2 separate regions of the Rattus norvegicus genome follow, and region 1 is linked to region 2. A link is a contact called in public Hi-C data. All regions are on one chromosome and are shown on one strand. The core of a region is the stretch at or near the end of the contact, and the rest is flanking DNA. Distances in the headings are between cores, read along the strand shown. Region 1 overlaps LOC108351758 (a long non-coding RNA gene). Region 2 holds the start of Tbx18 (T-box transcription factor 18).

Region 1 (6,286 bases), core at 2,639-5,138, 230 kb after region 2:
AGTATAGAGAGTCAGGTTTTAATTACTTGAAAACATTTATAATCCATGCTGTCAGAATCAGCCCTCCCCTCCGGGGTAGGGGGCATAGAACAGTCTAGAAACATTGCACTGCCTTTCTTGCGTGACCTGCCTAGCTGTTTACTTCGCTGAATAGGTATGAAGGCTGATAGGTTAAAAATTAGGCACAGCCAGTGAAAGTGCAAAGTCCTGCTACAAGATGCCAACATTAAGAGGAACTGTAAAATTAAATACATCTTTAGAGGTTTGTAACTGAGTTCACATTTGAATTTAAATACCAAATAATCTTGCAATTTTTATGCATAGTTTTCAGTCAGTGTAACAAAAATATGCTGTCTTGCCCTTGCTGAGTGAACTGGACTTGGTTTCCTTGTTGACATTCTCAGCTGTAAACATAGCCTAATCCAGACTGGTCTGGAAGCAAATCGCCCATTGTTTCCTGCACTCACCATGTTGGGCAAACTAGAATTCCATTCTTTTCCTCACACCCCTATTCTTTATGCATTATCAGCCACAGGCACCTAAGTCTCCTTAGGTTTGGTTCTCTCTGCCTATCCAAATGGCAATTCAGGTTCACCCTCTCTCCATGTTAATACCTCTTAGTTTCAAAAGTAAGTTGAACAGTTTTTAAGATGTGGTAGGAATATTTATTAAAACTTGTGTATGCATAAACACATTGCTTTCAGCCCCACACTTTACACAGCGCAGTTTCCCTACAGCCTGAATCCTACCCATCAATCAAACTGCACTTTGTTTTCGACTTCTTCGCTGGCAATCCTGGTTACTCTGTGGAGAGGGATTTATAAAGTAGAACTCTCAGCTCTCTTCATTGCATTAAAAAAGATTCTGCATGAATGAAATGACAGAAAATATTATTAAAACTGGCTTCACTGAATAAATGAGAGGGAGTTTGGAAAACGTGGTTAAAGAAGAGAAACAAGAAACTAAAGAGAAATAGACGGTGATCAGGAGGAGGGATTCAAAGGGGAGAAATGTATTGAAAAGCAAATACAAGCCAAAGCCATTAACTGAATTAAGTGGAAAGAGAACAACATGAGTAAGGAGAGGAGAGGATTAAATTCAGAGACTTGTATGGAAATGTGGACGGGGAGGCAAAATCTCCCAGATGCACATTTCTGTTATTGACTAGTACCTACTCTGTTATGCAATTCACAGAAACAGACAGAGAGAGAGGAGAGAGACCCAGAGAAGGAGAGAACTCTCGAACTGCTCTCTTGTGTAGATGGGCCACTGAACACCCTAAGGGAAAAGAAACCATCCCTGCCTGTGTCCTAAGAATCTCTCTGCACTGTTATCTCAAGCTCTGAATCCCACCCTGTGTCTATGCTCCAGGCTGACCACAGTTGTCCTATGTAAAGACTTCCTTTTGGGTATCTGGAAGAATCAAGGGGAAATAGTCAATCCTCTGTTGCTACAGCTCCACAAACCTTAATGTGTCCACATATATCACTCAAAGACCAGACATAGCAATGTTCAGAAGGTAAAGAAAGCAAGACTCTTCATAACTTCATAGCTGTGGGCTTGTCTGCACATTCCGAGGATGTTGTCAAGCACTCAGTCTGTATTTAATGGATTTTTTTTTCTGGCTCTATTCCACACAGATGGCATCTTCTTTCTTTTCTTTTCAAAAAAAAAAACAAACAAAAACAAAAAACAAAATGAAACAAAAAAAACTTTATTTACTATGTATATAGTGTTCTGCTTACACATATGCCTCAACACCAGATTTTATTACAGATGGTCGTGAGCCACCAAGTGATTGGTTGCTGGCAATTGAACCCAGGACCTCTGGGAAAACAGGCAGCACTTCTAACCTCTGAGCCATCTCTCTGGCCCAGCATCTTCTGATAGAAATCTAGCATTGTCTTTCTGACAACTGAATATATCATCCCTGTTCCTTAGATGATCTCATCTTCATAAGTGAGGGGAAGTCTCCATCACACTGCACTTAGCTGACACACTTAGTCAATGCTTACTCACTGCGATGTAGCCAGTAGATCTGTCCTTATCACCACTCTGTTTCCTCATATTCCATATCATCCTATTTTCCACATATCTTGTGTGTTTCTAATACACCAGATCTACACTTGTGCCATATTGTTTGTGTACCTTGGTATCTCCCACTGGAATATATAAAAATGTTATCAGGTAGTTCTAAAAGTAAGACAAGCACCTGAAATCCCACCATCCCTGAATTCAAGAAGAGCATCCTTGTGAATACTGAGCATCTATGGACCTAGAGAAAACGCATATGTAGAATTATCTCAGTCTTCCTAAAATTAGAGATGTAACTGTATTGGCGAGACACACACAGGATGGAAGTCGTTTCTTTTCGACACTGGAAGCTCCTTTAATTCCACTCACTGTACTTCACAAAGGCAACCAAACTCCACAGCTAGGAACATGGCTTGGCAGTAGAATGTTTCCCCAGGATATAAAAGTGGAAGCCTCCAAGTTCAATCATCAGCCTTTGGAGGAGGAGGAGGAAGAAGAAGCAGAAGAGGAAGAGGAAGAGGAAGAGGGGGAAAAGGAAAGGAGGAGGGAGAGGAGGAGGAGAAGGAAGAATGAAAGAAAAAAGAAACTTCACAGTAACCCCTTGTTTACTGTTTTGGGGAATGAAAATGAATGAAACTTCAATTCGATACAAAAATCCTGAAGTGTTTTGTAAGCCAAAGAATAAATGAACTATTTTTTCAATGTAGTTCAATATCTTATAGCATCAACTGAAGTATCCTGGTCCCTTATTCTCCTTGCATGAAGCAGGAGAAATAGCATTTAAATCAGCAGAAGTGTATCCTTAGGAAGGGTAGTCCAAGCCAAAATTCAATGAACAGTTAGAGAAAGAAGGTGAACCAGCAAGTACGACAAAGGCAGAAGAGAGTCATGATGAAAACATTTTGAGAGAAGTAAGAGATGCCTGGGCGCTCCTGATGGTATCATGAATGCCGTGAGCTCTGCCTCAGGAACAGTGACAGGCATACATTGTGTAGACTCCAGGGCATCCTTAGACCTCCTCAGAGCACCCTTGACCACTCTATAGTAAATAACACACTAACACTTTGAAGCCTGCTCTACTATTGAGAGAAAGTCAATGGTCAGGACAAAAATTACCACTAAAGACTATTTCACTTCTCCAACAATTGGCTGATAAGTCTGCTGTTAAAATTTTTGTGATAAACAAAATGTGGTTTGCTTTACTCCAACCTTATTTTCTTTAGAGATACATGGTTGGAGATTTTTACATGTGAATATCACTTTAAATGTTCTAATGCCTCTAACTCAATCATTACTTGTGGTCATAAAAATAATTTGTGCTCAAGTGCTCTCCAAGGACTGTGCTCAAGCGCTGGGATTCCTTGCATTTGGCCAGCAGCCTCTGGGACCGGTCCATGCTAAGGGCCTCCTGTGGGTTCCATCTGGAGCAGTTAAGTCTCGGGGTAATTTGCATTCACTTTCGGTTGAGATGGTCCCCACTCCCATCTCTGCTGTATCTGAGACTGAGGTGAGCGATGCCAAGTTCACTCGGAGGTTTGAAACTTCAGCATTCTGCTGGCCTGTGGTGCCAGGGAGTGCTACCCTCTGAAGGAGCAAATGCAAATCTCTGGGGAACTCTTCAGTCACCCTCACAGCTGAAGACTTCTCAGTGAAACCCAACACTAAGGACATCTGAAAGAGATAAGTCATAGCATTAGTCATGAGGGCTGCTGATGATGCGGTTTTACCAAATTAAAGAATATGTTACCGACACAGTAAGGGAACAATAAAAATCCTCATCTCTTCACCCAGCAGTTCTGAGTTGCCGAAATCGAGCTGCTTCCAGAAATGTCATTTATGCCAGTGAATCAGTCCACGGGGACATCATGGCCTGTGATGACCACAGCTATTCCACCCACTCTCCTGACTCATACTCCAGGTCAGAGACTGGCTTGAAAATGCTCACAGGACTCAATTCTGGCTTCTAAGATGAGTGGAAATTTTTCCTTGGGAGCTTTGGGAAAGATAGACACCTCTCTCCAAGAAGACGTACACAGAAGCCAATTAGCCTCTAACTCTGAGCACAGAGTTAGACATGGTTCTTGGAGGTGCGGTATTCTTCTTATGATATGCCTGAGAAGGAAATCAGCACCAAGAAGTGCAAGTTGGGGAAATGGAAAACCCTGGATCCTCAATGACAACCTTGAGCTACATCAATCAATCCTCAGCCTCAACTTCTACAGACATGAAATGTTAACCATCTTTATGACCAATTGAGTTTTTCTGCAACTTGCTTCAAAAAAATATCTAATTGAATAAAAATTATTTTGACCTTGCATATACATTAAGACAATGAAGACTAATGCAAACTTACAGTATTTGTCAAAAGTCCTAGGTAACAGAGAACCCCTCTAAGTGTAACTAGTAAATTACAGCTATATGAAAATGACAAATACATATTCATATGACATTAGCAGAATATATCATTAAAAATTAAGAGTAAAGTATAAATTATTATACTTTTAAGATTAATATTTAAGTGTTATCTTCCCCATTCTCTTCATCAGTTTTTAAAGGTTGAAGTCTTGGAGATTAGGTAATTAAAAGATTATTCTATACTCTATACTGTTTTATCCCTCCGAGTTGAAAGCATAATTATGCTAATATTTTAGTTTTATGCAAGTCCAGATGAATTAGCTTCTGTAGTAGGGAGAAACTGTCCCAGAACTGTAATATACGAAAGCAACAGAGACAGACATCTTGCTCAGGCCACATGTACATAGGAGTTAGATGCAGTGGAATTCTTAAAAATCACCTGGAGACTCCAACAGCCTTGGAGTTACTGTGTACCAAATGAAACTCTTGGTATTCCCAATCCTCCTGTCTCTGTGCTGAGGACAACCAAGTGCTGAGGTTATAGGTGTGTATAGTGGATTTTATATATGCATAAAACATTCAAAGATAAGGTTGGTTTCAAACCAGGTTTTATCCAGGATCCAAATGAAGATCCTTTTGCTTTTCTGCCCTCCCTTTCTGTCATGGTGTTTGATCAGTTTTCCACCATGAGTGCCCAGGTTCATTGGCCAGTGTTTAGCAGTCCCAGCAAAAGTCCTGATTTCCATACAGTGTCCATGTCACAGACTATCTGGCAATACGTAGCCTAGAGAATGGGATGCACAAGTTGAGTTAGGCCAGCCAGGTTCACTTGGAGATGTGTGGCGGGGATGCTAAAGATGAAACCATGTCTACCCAGCCTGTGTGGGTGAGGTATGTAACATTCTGCCAAAGGAAGCCCAATGTACTTCCTTATGGAAAGGACATTGATACAGACTTGGTATTTCTGGGCTCTGTTCCCCGCTTTCTGCTTCAGCATTAGCTCCTAGCTTCACTCCGGGAGTACAGGAGGTAGAAGAGATGTAGCCTGGTATAGCAATAGCAGTTGCCTAGTGGTCTGAGATCTTGCTTCTCATGGGGCTTCTCACTGAACCAGTGCCTCAGGAGATGCACTGGGGTTAGTCTTAGTTGAGACAAGTTACTTCAGGGATTTGGGGTTCTATTGAATTAAGGGAGATGGGGCTGTCTGTATAGCTTCAAAGGTCCATTGGCTCTGGACACAGAGTTCTTGAGTCACACTGGGACAAGACTGCAAACGTGACTCGGGGCTCACAAGAAGTGCCTACCCAATCCTTCCTATTTCAAAGAAAGTGTCTTTCTAGTGAAGCATAGCTCCGTGTTATAAAAGGAAATGAAGGAGACATGGATGGGAGCGGTTGCTAAGATTACAGCCCTGGGGGAGGGCAAAGGAGCAGACACCACAAAAGTTTCTGAGTCAGTAACAAATACGATGTTAAAATCTAACATATACAAAGAAATTTTGTATGTGCTGAGGAGGCAGATTGATATTAGATATTCCCTATCTAGTGTTCGGGTGGCTGTGGCACTCTCAAGTGCTGTGAGGATATTAAAGTGTCCCTTAGAGTAGAGTTGGAGCTTGGCAGCCAGGACAAAACTGGGAAAGGGCTGAATCTGGCAGCAGAAGAGGCATACTAGAGACTGCAGGAGAGGCTGTGGGCATGACACAGGTGAGGTTCTCTGTACGTCTCTGAGGAAAGACAGAAGGGAGAAGCAAAACAAACTAGAGGAGGAGAATTCAGGGGTCAAGGAAGAATGACTGTATCCGGATGGGAAGAGATGGTTTCTGGATGGTGGGGTAGGTAACAGAGTGAGGAGGGAGGTGGGTTCCAGGAGGGAAACTGAGGGCAGCTTGGGGCTT
Region 2 (6,280 bases), core at 1,473-3,972:
GAGAATGCAGAAGGTAGCATATGGATTCAATAAAATATGTTTTTGTAATTTCTAATAAGTTTGGATGCTTTTATGCTACCCAGGTTTTTACCATGTGTACTCCCTGAAAGAGTTGTGTGTGCTTTTTAAAGAACCTTTAAAGGGATCGTATTATTCTTAGATTTCATTACAGTAAATGAGTTGAAAACTTGAAAGTGCAAGTTTCTTATGCCGACCCCAAATTAATTTGATGAGGCCAACAAATCCATTTATTTGACTAATGACCCATACACAAATTACACAGTCTAGAAAAATTAACTTCTTTCCAAACGTTTTTGTATTCTGCAAATTAAGGTAGTGGGGCTGATTTCGTGTGTGTGTGTGTGTGTGTGTGTGTGTGTGTGTGTGTGTGTGTGTGTGTGTGTTGTCTACAGTTTTAAAACTCAGAGTAATGATTCTTATCGCAATACATGATTAAACACGACCATGGTGACCTTTCACGGTAGCCTAACATCAGAATAGCACAATACACCCTTGGGCTCATGGTGCTTCCTAATCTAGAAGTTAGAAATTTTATAAAAAAAAATCAGAGTGTGCTAAAAAATATATATTTAAAATATAACTAAAGCGGGAGGGGTCATCTATTACCTAGTTCAGAACTGATAACTAGAGCCTAAGTAAATGCATAGACTGAGGTACACAAGTAACTAGGTCTCACTCCCTCACTCAGAGCATGGATCCTGGCTCGCTAAGGCTGTAGCACCCATCTTGACAAAAGATCTCTCTGACTTTAACAAGACCGGGCCGGAATGCGCCCTTCATCGACAGCACTGTCTGGAAAGAAAGCAATGAAGATTTAGACAGGGAGCTACTGTCTGGGGCTTTGTGGGGTGGGTCACGGCTGCGGCCAGGCGAAGGGTAGGGTGAGGCCAGAGTCCCAGGAGACCTGGAGACTCAAACTTACCTGCCGGCTTTGGTGATGATCATCTCGGTGCCTATTTCGTGAAAGCGTTTCCAGAGTTCTGCTCCTTGCAGATCCACTCTTGGGGCCTGTGGCGCGGGCAGCGGGGTCCCCGGCCGTGCCAGGCCAGGTACCGGAGACCCTTTCGGGGAACCTCCCGGGGACGCCAGCGGGGAAGCGCCCTGCAAGAAACCGTCCTCACAGCTGCCTGGACAGCAGAGGGCAGAGACAGGGAAGCAGTGAGGGCGAGAGCGGCCTGGAGAATCAACTCAGGGCCAGGCCCGAGGACAGCTGCCTGCAGTCCAGCAGCGCCGGGCGATCAGAGCTGCCTTGAGGCCTCTAGGGTCCCACCAAGTCCGCATGTCGCAGAGCCAGGTCCGCGGACTCCCTGCGCAGCAAACGCTACGGAATCTGGGACCGGTCCCGAGCGCACTATTTCGGGGCTCAGATCCCGCCGCTGCCTCTGCCCCGATCTGCTCCGGTCACCTATTCCTCCCTTCGCCCCAGGCGGCCGTCTGGCCTCCGGGCCTGAAGCGAGGCACCTTCTGGAAAGTTCCCCAAATCCCGCTCCCACCAATCCTCCCAGCTGCTGGCTCTCCAGGCCTCGCCGCACAACGGATACAGAGTGAGAAAAGCCAGCCCCCGGGCGCCTGGGCTCGGGCGGAGCAGCGCTCCGCATTCCGGAGGGCAAAGAGTGTGGGCGAGCTCGCTGCCGCCTCCCGGGTTGGCGCACCCAGCTTCGGGGCATCTGATGCGGTTTCCGCGCTTTAGCCCGCGCCCTCCCGCACGAACCACGGGGGCTCCTAAAACTTAAGAGAAGCGAAAAGCAGCAGCACCCCTGGGCTCGAACCCTCCGGGGCGCAGGGACAAGGACGTCGGCAGCCCGCCGGGCCCGGCTGAGAGCCGCGGATTGACGGTGCGCTGGGCCGACGGGTCAGTGTCTGACCTCCGGGGCTCGGCGGCTGAGGCCGGGGAGGACCGGGCGAAGCTCAGGTTCGCGGGATCCGGGCGGGGACGCACCGGGAAGCCGCTGGGGCGGGAAGGGGTCGACTCACCCGCGGGTCCGCGGGAAGCACAGCTCCGTTCGGCGTCCGTGCAGCTCCGCGCCGGCCCGGACGCCGACCCGGCTGCGGGCGGCGGGGGAGCCGGGTCTTCGTCGGCCTCGGTGCAGCGGTGTTCTCTCGCGCCTCCGCCACGGCTGCAGCCTGCGTCGTCCACCGCCCCGGCCGCCTCTTCCGTGGCCAGCTTTCTCCGCTTCTTTTGAAGCTGTTGCTGCTTTTCGGCGCCGATCAGTGCCTCCACCGAGAAGGCATGCGCCTTGAGGCTTAGCATGCTGCACGGTGAGCCCCTCCGCTTCTCCGCCATCCCCGCCGCCCCGAGCCCGCCCGCCCCTCTCTCATATACCCGCGGCTGGGGCGCACGCACGCGTTCGCCCTCCTGGCCCCACCAAACGCTCCGCAGCTCCCGAAGCCTCCCGAGATCTGTTCCCTTCCTAGCCGCGGGCAAAAACAAATTTGCCGTTTCCTCTTTCTCTCCGGCGTTGGGATCCGAGGAAGCAGGAACGCGGCCGCCAAGTTTCCTTCCCTCTGTCTCTCCTTCGAGCTCAGTGGTGCACTTTTTGACTCCCAAACCCTCCACCTCCTCTTGCTGCTCCAAGATCTGCCTCGACTGATGCGCCCGAGAGGACTAACACGGGGGAAAAAAAACACTCTGCGGACACAAATTAGGGATTGTAATTGAAATTTGTTGCCTTGATCTGTCAGCACTTCCAGGCAGGAGAGCGGTGGGAAGAACTTGCTCATTAGTGTCAATAAAGCGGCGGGGGCCGGTCCTATGGAGCTGTCCATCACCGAGACAGCTCACCAATCAGAAGAAGGACTCCGCTCAGCCCGCGCCCACTTCCTTACAAGGTCGGAAAATCTCGGACAGAAAAGCGCCGCCATCTGGCTCGTCTGTGCCAGCCTCTTGAAAGCTGAACCCTCTTTTGAAGACACCCACCAACCCAGTTCAGACCCTGCCTCTCATCAGAACCAGGAAAGGCTGAGCCTCCTGGTTTAACGGAGAAAAAAGAACCACAATTAGCAGTAGAGAGGATCTTTCAAGGACCCCTAAATCTCTGATCCCACATCCCTATCCCTGGGCTACAAAGTACATTTGAAGGGGGCAAGAACTCACAGCATATTTGTCAAACATATTTGTCACATCTCATTTAAAAATCCCTGTGCTTATTGATGCCCACTGTGCGTAAAGAGTGACCCCGGGCTTCAAGCTTACTCCGTAGCTTTTTCTTAGGTTAGATGACTTTAAGCATATTTTATTTTTTTAATTTAAAAGTAATCATTATAGTATCTCTCAATCCTTCATATAAACTATCCAGGAAAGGTGTCTCCTTTCTAGAGACGCCCTCGGAGTAATTGTTTTAAGACGTAGTCGTGGGATTTTAATTCTGTTTTTAATGATATAGGTTTATCTTCAAAACTTCACCAAGTAAAGCATGCTTTATGAATTTTTGTATGTTTTTTATGAATTTTCTGTATGTTAAAATAGCTTCATATTCATATTGGGCCTTTAAGAATCGGTGTATTTCTTTGAAATAAACTCGAAAGAAAGCAGAATTTGAAATTGAACGACTGCAAACATGTATATGCAGTTCTGTTGTTTAAACTCAACACTTTCTTAGGATTAACAGGATATGGGTTTGATGTGAACACAAAAATCTCTTGTAGAATAAAATTCACTACACGAACCTTTAGTATAAAATATGCCACGAGCGATTCGTTTTGTTTCATTTTGCCTTTCCTCCCGTATTCGATGTTCATGTAAACACTGTAATGCTCAACTTTTTTCTGGCTTCTCTTCAACATTCAGGAAAATGGCTTCTGAAAGTAGTGTCACCCCTGGAGCCAGTAGTTTGTTTTTAAATCGTAGATTAAGGAAACCCGCAATTCCTTCAGGGCTCAACTGCTGAGAAAAGATGGAACCAAGCGAGGGTGCCTAGAAGCGCATGTGGACCCGGGCCATAAAGGACTTAGTAATATCCTTGTTGCGGATGCAAATTTTAAGTGACTGAGAAATGCGTTCAATTGGAAGACCTTGTTTTATTCGGGGGGATTGGGAGCCTGTGTCACTGACTTGGAACTATCCGGAGAATCTCGCAAACTCAGCACTGTGCAGGATGGTGTTGTGTCCTAAAGAGTAAGTTCAACCCGGTTAGTGAAGTTTGGCCTAAAGCGGGGAGTCAACCGGAAAGCGTGAGGAAGCGGCCTGGAAAGTTTGGGTTGGTAGGGATAGTCTAGGGTGTAGTGGGATTCAAATGTCTGTGGAGTTTACACACGCAGCTCCTGGCCCTGCGTGAAGCTCCCGAAGCGCGTGCGAAGCTGTCTTCAGTCCCCTGCCCGCTAAACTAGAGCGCCGGGCCCCAGCCCTGGGCCCTTATGGATCCTGCAATGGAGTGGTTTTCCAAGCAAGCCCGGCTTGCAGCCTGGGAGATTCATAAATTCTATGGCCCCGGGGGTGGAGTCACTAAAAGGTTTCTGGCCTGCTGGACCGCAGGAGGAGGCTGAGCGGCTGGTTCCAAGAAACCTCTGGGATTTCCAGACCGGAAGCCTACTTTGTAGTTAGGATCATGTCCCTTTAAATGCCACGCAGTCCAAACTGGCTTGAGATGTTTAAATAGGCCTTCTAGGGTGTCCGGGGATCACAGGGTCCCAAGCCGTCCGTGGTCCCTCTGCATCTTCTTCCAACTTTACCCCTGGCAGCTGGAGCCTCAGGCTACAAAATTTGACTTGGGTTCATATAACAAACTGGAAAGCGATATTACAAACTGGCAAGAAAAAAATAAAAGCAGTCCCAATGTATACAAGTATGCGCAGAGCGCAGAGGCAGAATGAGGGCGCTAGCTCCCTTAGTACTGGTCCGACTGCTTGAATCCCTCTCCGGCTCCAGGACCAAGGATAAGCTGGTTCCCCCCATTGGACTGCAAACTGTGTACACAGAGCACTACCTGTGTTCCTTAGTAACTGTCAGAGAACCTCATCCCGTGCTAGGTAGCGAAACTAGACCTCAGTCTGCTGAGAAGTCAAGGAAAGGGGTTTCAGGGAAGCCTTCGTTTGCCAAGGCCTGTCTCCACCGGGCAGCAAGTGTGTGCTTAAGAAAAGGCCAAATCCTGGTGTTCCAATGAAGAGAGTGATGAAAATACACAGCCGCTCTGCTTGCCCCACCCGGGAACCTCCAAATCCTGGGGTCTGTAAGTGCAAGTCTATAGGTGCCTATGATCTCCCGGTACATGTATTGGTATGTGTGTGCATGTCCACCTGAGCATATGTAAACACGTAGGAGTGTGTGCCTATAACTCGTGAAGAGAAAATATTGTTTCATGTTGTATGACCTACATTAAAGAAGGATTAAAACTGAAAGAGTTTGCAGTCGGGCCTCTCCCCGCACATGCCAAACACTATTTTAAATGAAAGTCACTCTGGGGTTGGAGTGACTTCATTTACCAAGGCTTCGAAGGGTAAGTCAGAGCTGGCTGGGCTGCAAGGCTTCACTTAAGAACTTACCCTCCTACTGAGCAAAAGGAGAGGCAGAAAATCCTGGAGTGTCCAGATTTGGGGGGAGGGGGTGATGTATGCTGGAATCAGGTCCCGCAGAACAGGCAAGGGGTGTGTGTGTGTGTGTGTGTGTGTGTGTGTGTGTGTGTGCGTGTGTGTGTGTGTGTGTGTGTGTGTGTGTGTGTGTGTGTGTGTTGGGGAGGGGGTGTGAATGAAAGGGTAGACTTTTTTAAATGGATATCTGCTCTCTGCTTTTCTGGAGGCAGTTCAGAAACATTTTTCTTAAAAGAAAAATAATGAAAGAAAAATTCTCTTTGTCTCCATGATGCTTTTTAGCCTATTTTTATAAACATCTGGTGGTTTCCTAAAAGGAGTAGACTGACCTGTCCAGACTTTATTGTGTACTATCAGCCATTCCATGCCCCACCACACACACACAATCACTGTAAAATATTCTAGCCTTTGTGTTTGATTGCTTGCACTGTTTGGTTTCTTGCAATAGAAAACAAGATACTGAAACAAGAAAGTGAGCAGTTAGCTGAACTGGACACTTGGAGTGGGCTCTGGATCCTTTTCTACATTTGTAATACAAAAGGTATTTTAATATTAACTAAGTTTAATTAACTGAGTGAGAAACACAGAAACAGGAGAGGCTATGGGGTGAGCATTGTTAGACCAGGAGAGCAAGAAAGAAGGATGATTTCGCACTTTGTAACTGGATATCAGAAGGAGATGCTGGCTCTTAATTCAGGACCGTGAACATCAACACCTCCCACAATTTACCAGGTTA

What was found. Hi-C and Micro-C count contacts between places; a contact is called where the count stands out from the background.
Region 1: a Hi-C map of the Rat2 cell line shows a contact between it and region 2, with 4 times the contacts expected there. The contact joins the enhancer-like site here to the promoter of Tbx18 in region 2. A contact is called at or near these places in 3 of 12 Hi-C or Micro-C datasets (the A7r5 cell line, the Rat2 cell line and psoas muscle).

The regions. Positions count from the first base shown.
Region 1 is chr8:97,787,498-97,793,783 of GRCr8, forward strand. It overlaps LOC108351758 (a long non-coding RNA gene), which reads right to left. Exons shown (of 4, transcript XR_010054444.1): 4 at 643-3,705. Among named protein-coding and RNA genes, the nearest start is that of Tbx18, 230 kb to the left of the region's middle. Within about 2 kb of position 3,889, at least 8 of the 93 cell types and tissues checked have an H3K27ac peak or open chromatin away from gene starts, as enhancers often do.
Region 2 is chr8:97,557,243-97,563,522 of GRCr8, forward strand. It overlaps Tbx18 (T-box transcription factor 18), which reads right to left and starts at 2,723. Exons shown (of 8, transcript NM_001108173.1): 1 at 1,996-2,723; 2 at 944-1,148. The coding sequence starts at 2,305.